2 separate regions of the Mus musculus genome follow, and region 1 is linked to region 2. Evidence: chromatin contacts called from public HiChIP or PLAC-seq data. All regions are on one chromosome and are shown on one strand. Each heading gives the region's core, a stretch centred on a gene start, on an enhancer-like site or on the middle of the called end of the contact. The rest is flanking DNA. Distances are from core to core; before and after follow the strand shown. Region 1 holds the start of Pkd2 (polycystin 2, transient receptor potential cation channel). Region 2 has its middle 27 kb from the start of Spp1.

Evidence for each region. HiChIP or PLAC-seq counts read pairs in DNA pulled down with a chosen protein or histone mark.
Region 1: an H3K27ac HiChIP or PLAC-seq map of embryonic fibroblasts shows a contact between it and region 2, with 19 read pairs. The contact joins the promoter of Pkd2 here to the enhancer-like site in region 2. A contact is called at or near these places in 10 of 39 promoter capture datasets (the 3T3-L1 cell line, 3T3-L1-derived adipocytes, the HPC-7 cell line and 5 more), 1 of 15 datasets of contacts at CTCF or cohesin (the NIH/3T3 cell line), 17 of 484 Hi-C or Micro-C datasets (the 3T3-L1 cell line, 3T3-L1-derived adipocytes, the AML12 cell line and 11 more), 3 of 115 datasets of contacts at active chromatin or transcription factors (embryonic fibroblasts and embryonic stem cells) and 2 of 9 other capture datasets (liver and pancreatic islet).

The regions. Positions count from the first base shown.
Region 1 is chr5:104,453,137-104,460,797 of GRCm38.p6, forward strand. It overlaps Pkd2 (polycystin 2, transient receptor potential cation channel), which reads left to right and starts at 6,321. Exons shown (of 15, transcript NM_008861.3): 1 at 6,321-7,089. The coding sequence starts at 6,501.
Region 2 is chr5:104,404,730-104,411,541 of GRCm38.p6, forward strand. No RefSeq gene overlaps it. Among named protein-coding and RNA genes, the nearest start is that of Spp1, 27 kb to the right of the region's middle. Within about 2 kb of position 2,987, at least 130 of the 459 cell types and tissues checked have an H3K27ac peak or open chromatin away from gene starts, as enhancers often do. A contact at or near this core is called in 3T3-L1-derived adipocytes, the AML12 cell line, the HPC-5 cell line and 8 more, where this site is marked.

The DNA of each region.
Region 1 (7,661 bases), core at 5,071-7,570, 52 kb after region 2:
AAGGTTTTCCCTTCTATCACTTGGTGAAAAACTAACCCACATTCTGGCTTGAGTAACATTGATCAAACTTGGCCATGGCTCTCCTTCTCTATTACATCCACAGGGGCTGAGGGGGCCAGATACTCTGATTGGCCATGTTTGACTGCTTGACTCACTTCTTGGGAGCTAAAGGGTGCCAGCCACCTCTGAATCACACACAGACTCAGACTCAGAACAGGGCAGAACCATTGCTGCCCAGAAAGTCTGACTACCACTGTCACTCAAAAAGAGACAGGCTGCTGAACCACAGATGCCAGTGAAGAAACCAGCAGCACCCTCCCCTGGGTGTGCATCTCCCTCAAGAAGGTGACTGACAGAAGGTACAAAGAACGCAGACATGTACATGGTGGGCCAGTAAGTAAACAGAGACCAGGGTTGTAGATGAGGAAGATGTCAGGAGATGTTGACAAATGAGAGTCTGAGTCTAGAAAGATCTTAAGTTTCTGTGAACTGTAAAAAGAGGGAGTGAGAGAGACTTGAAGATACTTCCGGGTAGTCTGTTTATACAGTTTGCTTCCCTTGAAAACAGAAATTATGCCTCATTTTTGTTTCCCTGGAATCCACCAAGACACCTGATGTCTGTGAGCGTTCACTAAAGGCTCGGTGAATTTGTTAATATTTCCTCATTAGCATTCGATCTGAATTCCACCGGGGATCTGAAAATGAAGTATTTAACTTCATTACTCTGAACAGGAAACTAGGACAGAGAGGTTTGGACTCTATCACCACAGTGCCAGCTAAGGCTGATGCCAAGATAACAGACACTGGCAGGTCGATCTAAATGCAAGCCAGATATGGAATGCCACAAATCTGAGCCTCACTTTATTAGCAATAAAATGAGACTAAAGGGAAGCTTTAAAACCGGCTAACATTTCTTCTTACAGTGGCACAAACATCAGATTTTCTGCTAATTATTTCAGATGTTGAGTGGTAAAAGGTTATTTTACAACGTTGTTAAATAAATACATACTTAGGGGAAATGAGGGAAAACAGTTTGTTTGGTGAGTTGCTAAGTAACACCACACATGCCAGGAACTCTTTGGAGTTCCTATGGAAGGTGGAGACGTCCGAACCAACAGGAACTCAGTTTGTGTCTGTCTCACTAGTTTTCACTGGAAAATTAATAAATAAACATTCAAATTAACAGAGGAGCATTGAACATATGTTGGACGTATTTGTGCCAAATCTAAGTAGACTCTCCTCAAGGTTGCTGTTCACAAGTTTCTCTGATGTCTACAGAGTACCCAGACTATGTGTGCGATTTGTGCAGTGTGTCCCCAGAAAAGCCCACGGCAGAGATGAAATGAAACCAAACAACATCCATGATATACACAACATGCCTCACAGTATCCAATTACTGAAATATGTGATACAAAGGACTGTGGTAGCTAGGCAAAGAAAACCACAACGTGTTATGTCTTACTTTATGTAAGGAAAACTTTATGAGAAGTAGCGTGTTTTAAATGACTCTTTAAAGGAAGTAACTCTGTTCACCGGGAGAACATCTGACAGCCTTGGGCCTTGCTTGAGTTAGTTGCTCTGCAAAGGATAAACCCAGTAAAGTAAAAGTAAAAACAGAGCGGGCGGCATTAGCAAACCAGAAAGAACGAAGAGTTGGACAGCTGGGCTCATGACTAAAGTTAAGCCAGATTCAGCATAAAGGAACCCAGTGCTTTTTGAATTATGGTGCATTAAAATTGCAGATTTTCTTAAAATTACTTTTCTTCCTTTTTTAAAAAAAATTTATTCATGTTATACATATATATATACATATATATATATATGAATGCTTTAGTTACATTCATATCTGCACAGCCGAAGATGGTTATAAACATTATAGACAGCTTCGAGCCACCATGTGGTTGCTGGGAATTGAACTCAGGAGCCCTGGAAGAGGAATAAGTGTTCTTAACCATTGAGCCATCTCTCCAGCTCCCAAATTACTTTTCTTTTCTTTTTTTTCAAAATTACTTTTCTTGCAAGTGAAAATGAGGCAAATACACATCCAACTCCAAGTTATTTGTTTAGATACATTTTAAACCAACTTAAATTACTTACTTGTTTAGACACATTTTAACCATCTGAATTACTTTTGGGGGTGGTGATATCTTAGGAAGAATGTTTCATATTTGTTTTAAGTAATTAACACTGTTAAAAAAAAAGTCCTACTATCACTACTAACTTTGTGATTTGTTTATCAGCATCAACTGAGCCTTCTATGATGTGGTCTTACTGTTTTTCTTAACCACTTCAACCTAGGGATTCCCTCTTTGCTGGAAACTTCCATATTAGTTAGATGCTACATGATAACTCATGCTATTATTTATATTCACGGGGACAATCTCTCCAACAAGAACACAACTCCATGAAGAATCTGCCTAAATTGAATTGATTTTTTTCCAACCCATCCAAACAAGAATCACATTTTATTGTGTAAGTAAAAACACAGAATTGGACATTCAAGGTAAATATAAAGTAATTGAGTGAATTCGATTGCTCTGTTTCTTCCTTGGCTGAGTCACTTTTTCCCCCCACTGATGCGGCACTGTTTAAAGCAAAGACTTCACACATACTAGGAAGAGAGGCCAAGGACAAATAAAAAAGGAACATATTCTTCAGTGCCCAGTTGTCTTCTAGTTGGAAAAAAAATAACCCAAAAGGCAAGCAAACAACTCTCACCCCCATTCCAAAGAGCCAGGAAAGGTCCAGCTCTATGACAAAAGATTCTTAAGCTTCAGTTGTTGCTTAACACACAAGGACTAGATTTTGCCCATTTCAGAGATCGTGTCTTGCTCCTAGATATGTGTCTCATGCACACTGGATTCTCAAGAAGTATTTTCTCTACAATTTCGAGTTTGCTACAGCCCCCCTGTTCTCAACAAACACATCGTCAAGCTAAGGCGGAGATGAACAAAGAATAATTATGGTGGATCAAAAAATAATTGATATCTTTCATTAATACAATTAATCATATTAATAGGATTAACATAATATGATTGAAACATAAACATGAATGTAGCACTAATAGCACATGGCATTTACCGTGTGACGTTTTCCAAGTTCATACACCAAAATCCCTGTCTGTCACATGATAATAAAAATCCCTGTCTGTCTGTCACATGATAATAAAAGGAGGTGGGGGTCTTTAGAGGGCGATTAGTCATAGCGATGGATGTCTTATACAGCCAAAGGAGGTTTGTGCTGGTTAATTTTCCAGTGCTGTGACAAAATGCCTGAGGTAAGACAAAAGGGTGAAAAGGTTATTTTGGATCACAGTCACAGAACGTCCGTTCAGTCTGTGGTTTACTTGCTCTGTGCATTCAGACTTGTGAGTGTGAATGTCACTGGAGCTTCCACAGGTGGTGGAACAAGGCTACCCACGGTGAGCACAAGGTGGGCGGGAGGGAAGAGGAGCAAAGGAGATGGGAGGAATGACCTGGATCCCAATATTCCCTTCCAAGAGGTATGTCTCCAATGACCTACCTCTACTTGGCTCCCACCTCACAAAGGGTTCACTGCTTTAGAACAGGATCAGCTGGGACTGATCCTTCAACACACAACCATCTCCCACCCAAATCCTAATGCAGCCTTTTGTTCCTTCACCACATGAAGATAAATCTAAACAGTGCCACATGGCTCAGAAAAGACTTGTAACACACACCCCAACTCTGCTGGCACCGGGCTCTTGAAACTTCTGCTTCCAGAGCTGGGAGAAACAGACGTTTATAAGCCACCTGGCCACGGCATTTTTTTGTTGCAGCAGCCTGAAGGGTTGGTCTTAGACATCTGTATCAATTCAATGTATCTTCACAAGCCTATGAGGCAAGCTGTGGGAAGCCGTCCCCACATTTGCCGTTGCAAGATGGCGCTGACATCCTGTGTTCTAAGTGGTAAACAAATAATCTGCGCATGTGCCAAGGGTAGTTCTCCACTCCATGTGCTCTGCCTTCCCCCTGACGACAACTCGGTCGATGGGCTGCAGCCAATCAGGGAGTGACACGTCCTAGGTGAAGGATAATTCTCCTTAATAGGGACGGGGTTTCGCGCTTGCTCTCTTGGTCTCTTGCGCTCTTGCTCCTGAAGATGTAAGCAATAAAGTTTTGCCACAGAAGATTCCAGTTTGCTGCGTCTTTCCTGGCCGGTCACGAACGCGTGTAAGAGCAAGCGTTCATCATTTTCGTTTCCACAGGCACAAATGAAGTAACTTGCCCTAGGTCATGCAGTTGTCTGCTTCTATGGTCCTGATAATGAATTATGTATACACAGCCTGGAGCACCACTGACAATTCTTCTAGGTCTGGAATTCTGGATGATGTCATCACTGCAATTATAAAACCCAGGCTACAAGATGCATTTTATGAAAACTCTTTTATCTGAAACATAACTGTTGCTTCTCAAACTTTGGGTGCCCAGAAGCCTACAAGGAGACTCAGAATTCCAGAGCAAAATTCCTAGAATTTCTGAGTCAGTAAGAGTGATGTCGAGGACCCGACGAGTCAATGCATAAAACCTATTTTCTGACCCTGAGTCCGTGCTCCCTCTTCATACGCCCCTCCTCTGGAATATGCCTGCTAAGCAATTTTTCTGTTAGTGCAGCACAGGTGGCTCAGCTCAGAATACTGCTTCTCTAGACACCTCTTACTAGACAGACATCTCACCCTTTCTAGTGGGAGACTTCAGCCTCTTTCTTTTCTTGAGGTCTGGGTCTTTTCTTGAGGCCAGGGTCCTTATTACTCTGCTTAACTTGCTCAATTATTAATTTTACACACAGGAAACGTATAAGAGATTAATGAATAATGATAAGGAGAGTGATAGATGAATGATAGGGAGATCATTCTAGAAAAGCATTGTAGTGCCCACAAAGCCTAAATGAGTCATGTACCCCTCAGATTCATATGTTGAATTCCCAAGCCCTGGCATCTCAGCATATGACTGTATGTGGTCAGAGGTCTTTCTAAAAGTAACTAAATTTAAATCATACTATTAAGGTTGTCTATAACCACTACGATGACAATGATGGTGATGATGACGATGACCACGAAGATGAGGAGGAAGAGGAGGATGAAACATTTAAGGGAGGACAATGGGGAGACACAGGCAAAACGTGCCATATGCAAGCCAAGACAGGCCTCGGAAAAGGTCAACCAACTTTTTTTTTTTTTTTGAGAAAATGTATTTGCATTATTGAACACAGTGTGTGGTAAGTTATTATAACAAGCCTGGCAAACTAATATAGGATCGGACCATGCACATTTGCTAAACTGCAGAAATAAAATATTACCACTTAAGCTAGAATTCCATAGATTCTTTAATGTACCAACATGGCTGACCCCTTATTGCAAACAGTGGAGACATGGAGAATATGGGTGGGTGGGTAGGAGGGAAATGGGGGAGGGATACCACCCATAGGCTCCCAATCCAGTCCTATCCCCAAGGCTAAACAGAGAGAGACCAGTTTAGTATTAGAATGGCAGAAGAGATATGGAAGTGACAGAAATCATTTGCTCTGCTGTGGAATGACAATGTTTGCAGTTAGAGTAAAAAGCATTAGAGAACCCCTTGAGGACAGAAATGACAAGAAGACCCCCGCGGGACTTGACGAGGAGGTGGATGAGGACATCCTATGAGAAGCGTCAGAAGTGAGGGCAGAGATGCACAGATCTTGGCCAGGAATTTAACTTTTAAAAGAGATGGGAAAACCATGGAAAATCGAATTTGGAGTAGGCTTTGCCTGACCCAACTGCTGTCTTAAGTTGGCTGTGCCAGCTGGGGCGTAGCGAGGATGGAGATCTAGACCTAACGCCTGAGGCAGGATTCTGTTACTCAAGGGCTGGCCAGGAGCGGAAATGAGGTAATGGTGGAGGCATCAGAAAGTTCCAAAATCCAACCCTTGGATGCCTCTAGATGTCTGGAGAGTGGAGACAGGAAATCATCCAGTAAACACAGAATCAAGGAGCTGAGGGTCACCAAATGCAAGCCTTGCCGCCTTGGTGATTTCTTTCTGGTTTTTAAACGAAGGGTGGATTTCTTTGCCTTCCCTGAGAATTCAGTTCAAGCTGGATTTCACTAGTTCTTTCTATCCCAACAAAAGATCTCCATCTTTACCCTCCTCCTTGCACCTTTGCAAACCCAGGGGGAGTATGGACAGAGTCTAAGCACTATCTTAAGGTCATGCAGGCATGGACACACCCAGGAGCCCCTTTCCCGACGAGCTGGCTGACCAAGCAAGCTACCCCGTAGGAATGTGGGCACCGATGGGGACCCTGGCTCTACTTGGATCCCTGGCCGCTGGGGCCTTTTCGACGCGCCTAAGTCCAGTCCAGGCGAGGCCAGGGCCCGGGAGGCGGGCCGAGGGGGCGGGCGGAGGCGGGGAGCAGCAGGCCGACTCCGGGAAGAAAAGAACATGGCTCCTGCGGCAGAGGGCGGCGGCACTCCCGGGCGCGCTGGGCGCCAGTGAGCGCCATGGTTAACTCCAGACGCGTGCAGCCGCAGCCGCCCGGGGACGCGGGACGCTCGCCCGCGCCGCGAGCGTCCGGACCCGGGCGCCTGGTGGCGGGAGGCGCCGGCCTAGCTGTCCCCGGCGGCCTCGGGGAGCAGCGGGGCCTGGAGATCGAGATGGAGCGCATCCGGCAGGCGGCCGCTCGGGATCCCCCGGCCGGAGCCTCGGCCTCGCCGTCTCCTCCGCTTTCGTCCTGCTCCAGGCAAGCGTGGAGCCGCGACAACCCGGGCTTTGAGGCAGAGGAGGATGACGACGACGACGAGGTGGAAGGAGAAGAAGGAGGGATGGTGGTAGAGATGGATGTGGAGTGGCGCCCGGGCAGTCGGAGGTCGGCCTCCTCCTCGGCCGTGAGCTCGGTGGGCGCCCGCGGCCGAGGGCTCGGGAGCTACCGCGGCGCGGCTCACCTGAGCGGGAGGCGGCGCCGGCTAGAGGACCAGGGCGCGCAGTGTCCCAGCCCCGCGGGCGGCGGGGACCCGCTGCATCGCCACCTCCCGCTGGAGGGCCAGCCACCCCGAGTGGCCTGGGCAGAGAGGCTGGTGCGAGGGCTGCGAGGTAAGATCCGGACTCTTGGCGTCCAGTGCACGCTTGACAACTGCCTGCGCGCGGGCTCGAACCCCTGTCCTACAAGGGTGGCTGTCTGCTGCGGCTCCACCTCGCATCCTCTGCGTTCCCGCCTCCTTCCAGAGCGCCTTCCCTAACTCCTCTAATTCGGCGCGATTTCCGGTACCCATCACCGAATTTTACTGCGTTCTTGTTGGTGCAAATTCATTGGACGCCTCCCTTCCTCCCTTCCTCTCTCCTTAAGATGCTAGCACATTTTGGAAAACAAAAGCAAGCCGTTAATACCTGGGCTTTTGGAGGACGAAAAGTGAATATTCTAGTACAACTGACAATAGTTGGAACTTTATGCTTGCTAAATGTCACAAATGAGGAACAAGTTTATTCCAGAGCCCAAGCTTTTCCTTTGGTGGCGATGTGTCATGTCCCTTCAGCCATTCTAGTAGGGACCTACAATGTTATCCAAGTTTTGAGACAAATGCCTTTAAACAGGTCATTGTCTGAAGGTTTGGTTGAGAGAGAGGTTGTTGACAGAAATGTGTAGAAACACATTTTTGATCATTTCC
Region 2 (6,812 bases), core at 1,737-4,236:
TCACAAGAGTGAATGAGCTACACAGAAGAAATTCAGAAGACACCATTATAAACACCTCCCACTTCTCTGCACACAAACAATAATTCATCATTAATCCGTGCAACAAAACCTGTCTGTCAACAGATGCCTGCTGCTAAGACGTTATTTGAGAAAATGATACATTAACATTCTAATAGCATTTTCTATCTAATAAGTTTGGATAGCTTTGCGTGGCATTCTAGCACCTGTAAATTATCAATTTGCATATGAAAAACTCCAGGAATTCTTACAATAAGGGCACATGCCCAATCCAGATCTTAACAATATTGTTTGGCTGCTAAGTTGTGGAATTTTCTGAGTTTCCTAACATCTACTGTCTTAAATTGTTCAACAGAATATGTCTTGAGACATAGAAATTGTTTCCAGACCCAGAGCAGGCTAAGCAGATAATAAGCCAGCATTACTTCTACAGAAGTTTTGCATCCGACATGCATTGAGGAAAAATGTGTGTATGCCATCTTTCTCAGTGGAATTGTGGTTCTCATAGGATTTTGATGCTCAGGGTAACAGATGGAGAAAAGATTCCAGTATATGACTATCAATTGTCACGGCAACAAACCATGGCAACTCAGGATTTAAAGAGCCCGGAGTTCCAGTTACCTCAGTGAGGTAACACTAATCACTGTTTGTTTATTCAACTACAGAATGTACTGAGACCAGTCCCCAGGCATTCTAGGAGGGAGATGACTCTAGTTTGGTCAAGTTGACATAAAACACACGCAGCCTACCTGGAAGCCTATGTTCCAACTTATACTGCGTATTCACTTATATCCCAAGGTCACATATTTGGTCTTTGCCATACCCAGGATGATGCTAGCATATTTTTCATGTTGAGGCCTCTCTGACTGAGGATTATTACTCCAAACACCTAAGGGCCTTCATTGTAAGCTTGCCAGGAGCTCTGCATAGTAAAGAAGTGTTTAGATGAGAGGGCATCACAGCTAACAAGATGACCTAGGCCGCAGGAAAGGCCTTTTGTTGTTTGTCTTGGTCTCTTCTCTGTTTAAATCTGCCAGCGTTGAAGGTTTCCAACAAATGGTAGGAGTAGTTTTCCTACATGTGACATACTCAGCCTCCTAACTCCAGAGGGTCTCACAATACCGTCTCTTTCTTTACAGCAGGCCGCACATGGTTCAGAAAGGCAAATCTCACTTTAGAAAGACTGTCACTGAATATCTAAGATAACTAGATTCCTTAAAGTGCCTCCCTGAGTGTCAGTTCCCTGGTACTCAATTGGTTCACACTGTGGCCTGTAGTTACTTTACTAGGTCAAACAGGAAAGTTCTCACTAGGTCCAACTCACTTAACATACTAGCACAGCTCCCTGGTGGTACCAAGATGACCAAGTTCCCTCCAAATTACATCATAATAAGATGACCTGAATGCATGTAATTAACAATGTAATCTATTGTCCCTGATACTTGAAAGCAAACTTCTTCCTATGCAGTTAGCTGAGACCCCCCCCTGTCTGGATCCATAGCCACATCCCACACAAGGGATGGGTTTTATTGCTACTGGTCAAAATACAAAAGCCAGAACTATAACTTAACCAAAGCTGGCATCTTATTATACCTCTGACAATCCACAGATATTTTTAAAAATGCCCAAAAATTGATATCTTGAGCAGGCAATATTTCTCATTGGATAGGGATGCTTGTCATCGGGTCTAATAACCTGAATCAGTACTCCAGAATCCACGTGGTGGAAGGAGAGAATCGCCTGCCACAGTTGTCCTCTTATGAACACTAATGTGGCGTCACACACACACTAATAAAATATTTACAAAATATTTATATTTTAATGAATTTTTCTGCAGTGCTAAATGAATTCATGGGCAAAAGGTTTGTTTCTTCAATCAGAAATAGTGTGGCTTCCTTTTCTGGGTGCTGTGCATGCCAGTTAGGGAGGTGTTAGCAGCTTATAGGTTTCAGAACTAAGATAGGAATAAAGTTAAAGAGTCCTCTCAATGGTTGATGGCAGATTTGAAGTTTTGAGGTCAAAAGCAGGTCTGGTCTTACTCTAGGAGAGCATGGGATTCCTTGAGCTTAAAGGTGATTAGGTGCTAATTTCTAGGGAAGCAGAGCTCTGTGCTTTGCTTAGATGTTGCCAGAATTCTCGTTGGAGTGTGAAACAGATCAGAACTAAAGCCAGTGAGAACCCACAAAGGGCTCAGCTCAGAGGAGCCAGCGGCATTACCTCCCCTGAACTGGGGTGGGGGTTGGCGCTTTCATGGTAAACAGGATCCAGCAAAAGCAGTGGCTGGATTATCAAGATCACAGAAAAGAAAGCAGAGCCCATAAAAACATACTGAGTTTTAGTATTCTGGCATGCAGGCAGCCTTTAGGGAAGACAAACTGTATTTATTCAGTAAGATTGCAAACAGTTCTTTTTTTCTGGTGCATTTGTTAAAAGACAATCTTTTAATATCCACAGAAAATTGGTTCTATTTACATATTCTAAATCCTCATATAAAATAGATAAGATGGCATAGTATTTGCATCTATGCATATTCCCGCATGCACTTTTAACTCTAAACTGCTTGTAATATAATATAAAGTCTAGGCCAGTACATGTCATACAGGGAAGGGGAGAAAAGGGGACGGGGAAGGGTGGGGCAGAGGGAAAGGAAGGAGGAGGAGTGGGAGGGGAGGAAACAGGAACAAAAAAGCCTGTTCTTGTTCCACAGATGTGTATTTCCAGTCTGGTGGTGATTGAAGGCAGAGTGGATGTCGAGTACAGATTGCTTATAACGCACTTGAGTCCCAGGTAAGATCATGAACGTACTGGCAAAGCAGCAATCTCAGCAGTCCCCAGCCATGAGAGCAAAATCCTTGGAGGGCAATGCAGAGGCCTCCAGAGAAGAGTACAGAGCAAAGGCTGGCCTCTAGTCTCTCCTGAGAACTCTGCCAGCTCTGCCTTAGGTTTCTCCCTTTGGAGTCTCTCCACAGCAATCTTGCCAGTTTGTCAGTGAGTCACCCTTTAAGAACTCAAGAGCTGCCACCTTAGGGGCACTCTCTGAGGGAGAAATTGCTGTAAGGTTCTTCCCATTCTTCTAATAGAAGACTGGTAGACTTTTATTTTAACAACAATGAAAACTAATTTTTTTCATGTTTTCACAAGGAACACTTAAAAAAAAAAAGACCACTGTGGCAGTAAAAATAGTTCTTCTCCCTCCATTACTTCTTAATTAAATGCAGACTTCTCAACACAGCTAGAAAAGTAGAGTAATTGCCCAAGGGCTGTGGTTTTCCACATTATTCTTGCCCCAGCACAAAGAATGCATTCTGTGTCTGCCTCTACCCAGTTGTGTAATAACTGAAAAACCACCAGGAGATTTTTTTTTCTCTTCAAGCAGAAATTGGAAGCCCAGTTTTATTGGATTTTACATCTTTTTGACAGATTCAATAGTCCTTCTCTAGTTGGCAGAACAAATGGCGCCTTATTTAGATCAATGGAAGGTAGGGTTGAACCCTGCCTGCTTGCCACCCTCTCTTCTCAGAGACTGAAATAATAAAAACTTCTAAAGAGATATTTAAACAAGTGTATAACACTGCAGGGTTGTCCAGAAGTTCTATACAACGTATTGTATCGTGTGGGGAATCTCAGCATGAGAACGCAGAGCTCTGGGTTTGAGTCAGCACAAGAGGAAAGACAGGAGAGAACAGGGGAGATGAAGGAAGGAAAAGGTGGGGATGAGGGAGAGTTAAAAGAATGAGAAAGGGAAAGAGAAAGAAGTTTTTATTTGTTACATCACCCTGAGAGATGCTAACAGAAACCCAAAAATATTCATGACCGCAAAGCATTCAAGATCTATGGTGGTTATAACAATGAAGTCTAGGTACCAACACAGCGCACTTACCATGGTGCTCAGAGTGGGACCAAAGAGAATGGAAAAGACTGGAAATGACCAAAGAACAGTCTCTATAAACAGAGTTTGTATAATTTACTTCTGTTTATGTTCAGTTTCCACCTGTGGGCTGATGATGATGTAACGGGCTGTGGTGAAGGCGTTTCCACCAAGCAGGAGCTCGAAAATCCCACCGTGGGGCTCAGTTCCTTTGAGTTCTATGGTTTTCAGAAATTAAAATAATAAAAATTCAACAGTTTTGAAATGTTATATTTTGGTGACTTCTGTAGATTTCAAATGGTCTAGAAACTGGAAACAACATTCACCGCTCTATTTCCAAAAAGGAAGCTATATTCCCAAAACAGCCATGACACCTCTGAGAATGAGTGCACAGCTTGCAGCAGTCACTAGCCTAGGCTCACCCTCTGAGATCCCAAAGCTGTGCACATCAGCAATACGGATGCTTATTGTTTTCAGAATCCACTGAGTTGTTGTTCAAAACATTCCTTGCCCTCAGCTAAGATTTGAAAATCTTTGTTTGGCCCAAACTTTAGAAGAACAACCAGACACAGAATCACAGAACATATCTGAAATGTGGGTATGGTGAATTATGCCTATAACGACAGTATTTGGGAAACTGAGGCAGGAGGATAATCATGGATTCAAGACCACCCTGCTCTGCCTGGTGAGTTCTGGGCCAGCCTGGGCTATTATTGTCCAAAAAAGTAATGAATTCCACATATAAGTTTGGTGGATATACAATTTAGCCCACAACAGGATTAAATGAGCTGATTATCAAAGGGTTTAAAATATCCAATACTTTGGGCTGGACCTATGCCTCCCACATCTATATAACAGATACGCAGCTTGGTCTTCATGTGGGTCCCCCATCGACTGGAGTCGGGGAGGGCATTAGGGCTGTCACTGAATCTGTTGCCTGTGGATTGTGTTTCCCTGACTGGGCCGCCTTGTCTGGCCTCAATGGAAGACAATGTGCCTGCACTGACTTGGTGTGCCAGGGTAGTGTGATGCCCAGTTTGGGGGAGGGACTTCTCAGATAAGAAGGAGGCTTCTTAGAGAAGAAGGAGAGGGGAAGATCTTTGTGAGGGGGAACTAAGAGGGAGGGGGCTGATATTGGGATGTAAAGTAAATAAATAAATAAATAAATAAATAAATAAATAAATGGAAAAACACAAGTGCATCCAGTGCTCAGTTGGTACCATTAAATGTCCTTTCAAGCCTCTCTCTGAAATAGGAGTACAGCGCCAAATCACCCAACAATTACTTCTTCACCGTGAAAGAATGAGAGGCTTTTTAAAAGATTTTAAAGTAAACTTATTACAATGTAGCGAAGAGAAAAAAAATGAAACAAACTATAATTTACACAACTCAAAGAGTAACTGAAGATAATGGAACAAAGGAAAGATTAGATTAGACCAATGGACATCGAAGAGACTAGACTAGATCAATGGAAAATGAAAAGACTAGACTAAACCAATCCACAGCATAGAGTAAGCGGTGACGATACTTGTTTATGGAGGTTTTAAATAGAGCTCTTGAAATGCACATCTGTGAGAGGGGCTTAGGAAGCAAGCCTAAACAGAGGGAGAGTGTGGACAGCAGTGAGGGAGCACCAGAAGTCCTCTGATCCAGAGGAGTTCTGGGTCCCATCAGACCCTGTTGGAAGCCATAGAGACAGAATGGTTCCCCTCAAAACAGTACTAAGTTGAGCTGACAAAGCCATGTCTTTGTGACCTCAAACCAACCAGTGACTGTATGTAGGCAGCCCCAGGAAGTATGGACAAGCTGGCTGAGCCACTCTCCCCAACCACTACTATCCCTAAGGGTGAGTTCCACTGAGATCTGCCCACAGCTATCTTCAACAGCTGGGGAAAGTGCTCCCTTCATAAGGGGATGGAAAGCATAGGTAAGAAGAGAGATCCTGAGGCCACTCTAGTGCCTGCTACCAGATGTGATCTCTTCTCTCCCTCGAACATGCATTTCTCTGTGGGAAGCCACATGTGCCATGTGCCATTGCAGAGTGGCGCTGGCTACTGCTGGCCACCACGCATAAGTTTGGGCAAACAACCAATGTGTACATATGCAGTAAAGTTTTTTGCCAAGATACTGCCTGGCCCGGGCATGATAATGAGGTTCTGTGAGGTACTGAGAGAATAACCAATCAGATGTGAGACATGCAAATGAGGTATGTTAATGAGGTTCTGTGAGGTACTGAGAGAGAATGACCAATCAGATGAGGAACATGCAAATGAGGTAGAATGCATAACCAATCCAGGTGTGAGACACGCCTCTCCTAGGCCTATATAAGTAGCACCAGTTCTGGGCTCGGGGTCTCTTCGCCTCTGCAATCAAGCTCTCCCAATAAACGTGTGCAGAAGGATCCTGCTGCAGCATCGTTCTTGCTGGCGAGTCGGACGTGCGCATCTTATCACGCAACTGCATTGTTGCCTCTGGTCTAAATAATGATAGTTCTTGTTCATTGAAACATTGATTCTGTGTGGGTCATTTTCACCTGTAATTTGGAAATGTTTATTATGAATTCATCTTCAATATCTTCAATGGCTATCAATTAATCTGAAACAGAAAAAACAGGTCCAAAGCGATGTTTTATATATTTATGATGTCTATTATTTGCCAATCCGTGGTTGAGTTCTTTCTTTGTTTCTGTTTGATAGGGAATTTTGTTTTCTGGTTTCAACTATACCCTTGGTTTACTGTAGTCTTGGTTTATACAGCATTTACCCCTTAGGGACTGCCAATTAAATCCAGGATTTTCTGTGTGCTAAACATGCTGTACAGAGAACAACATCCCAACCCTTTACCTGGCATGTCTGTGAGCCTGGAAGTGAGGATACTTCTCCTTGCCTCAGGTCACTGTATAAAATAAAGTTCTTGCAGAAGAGTA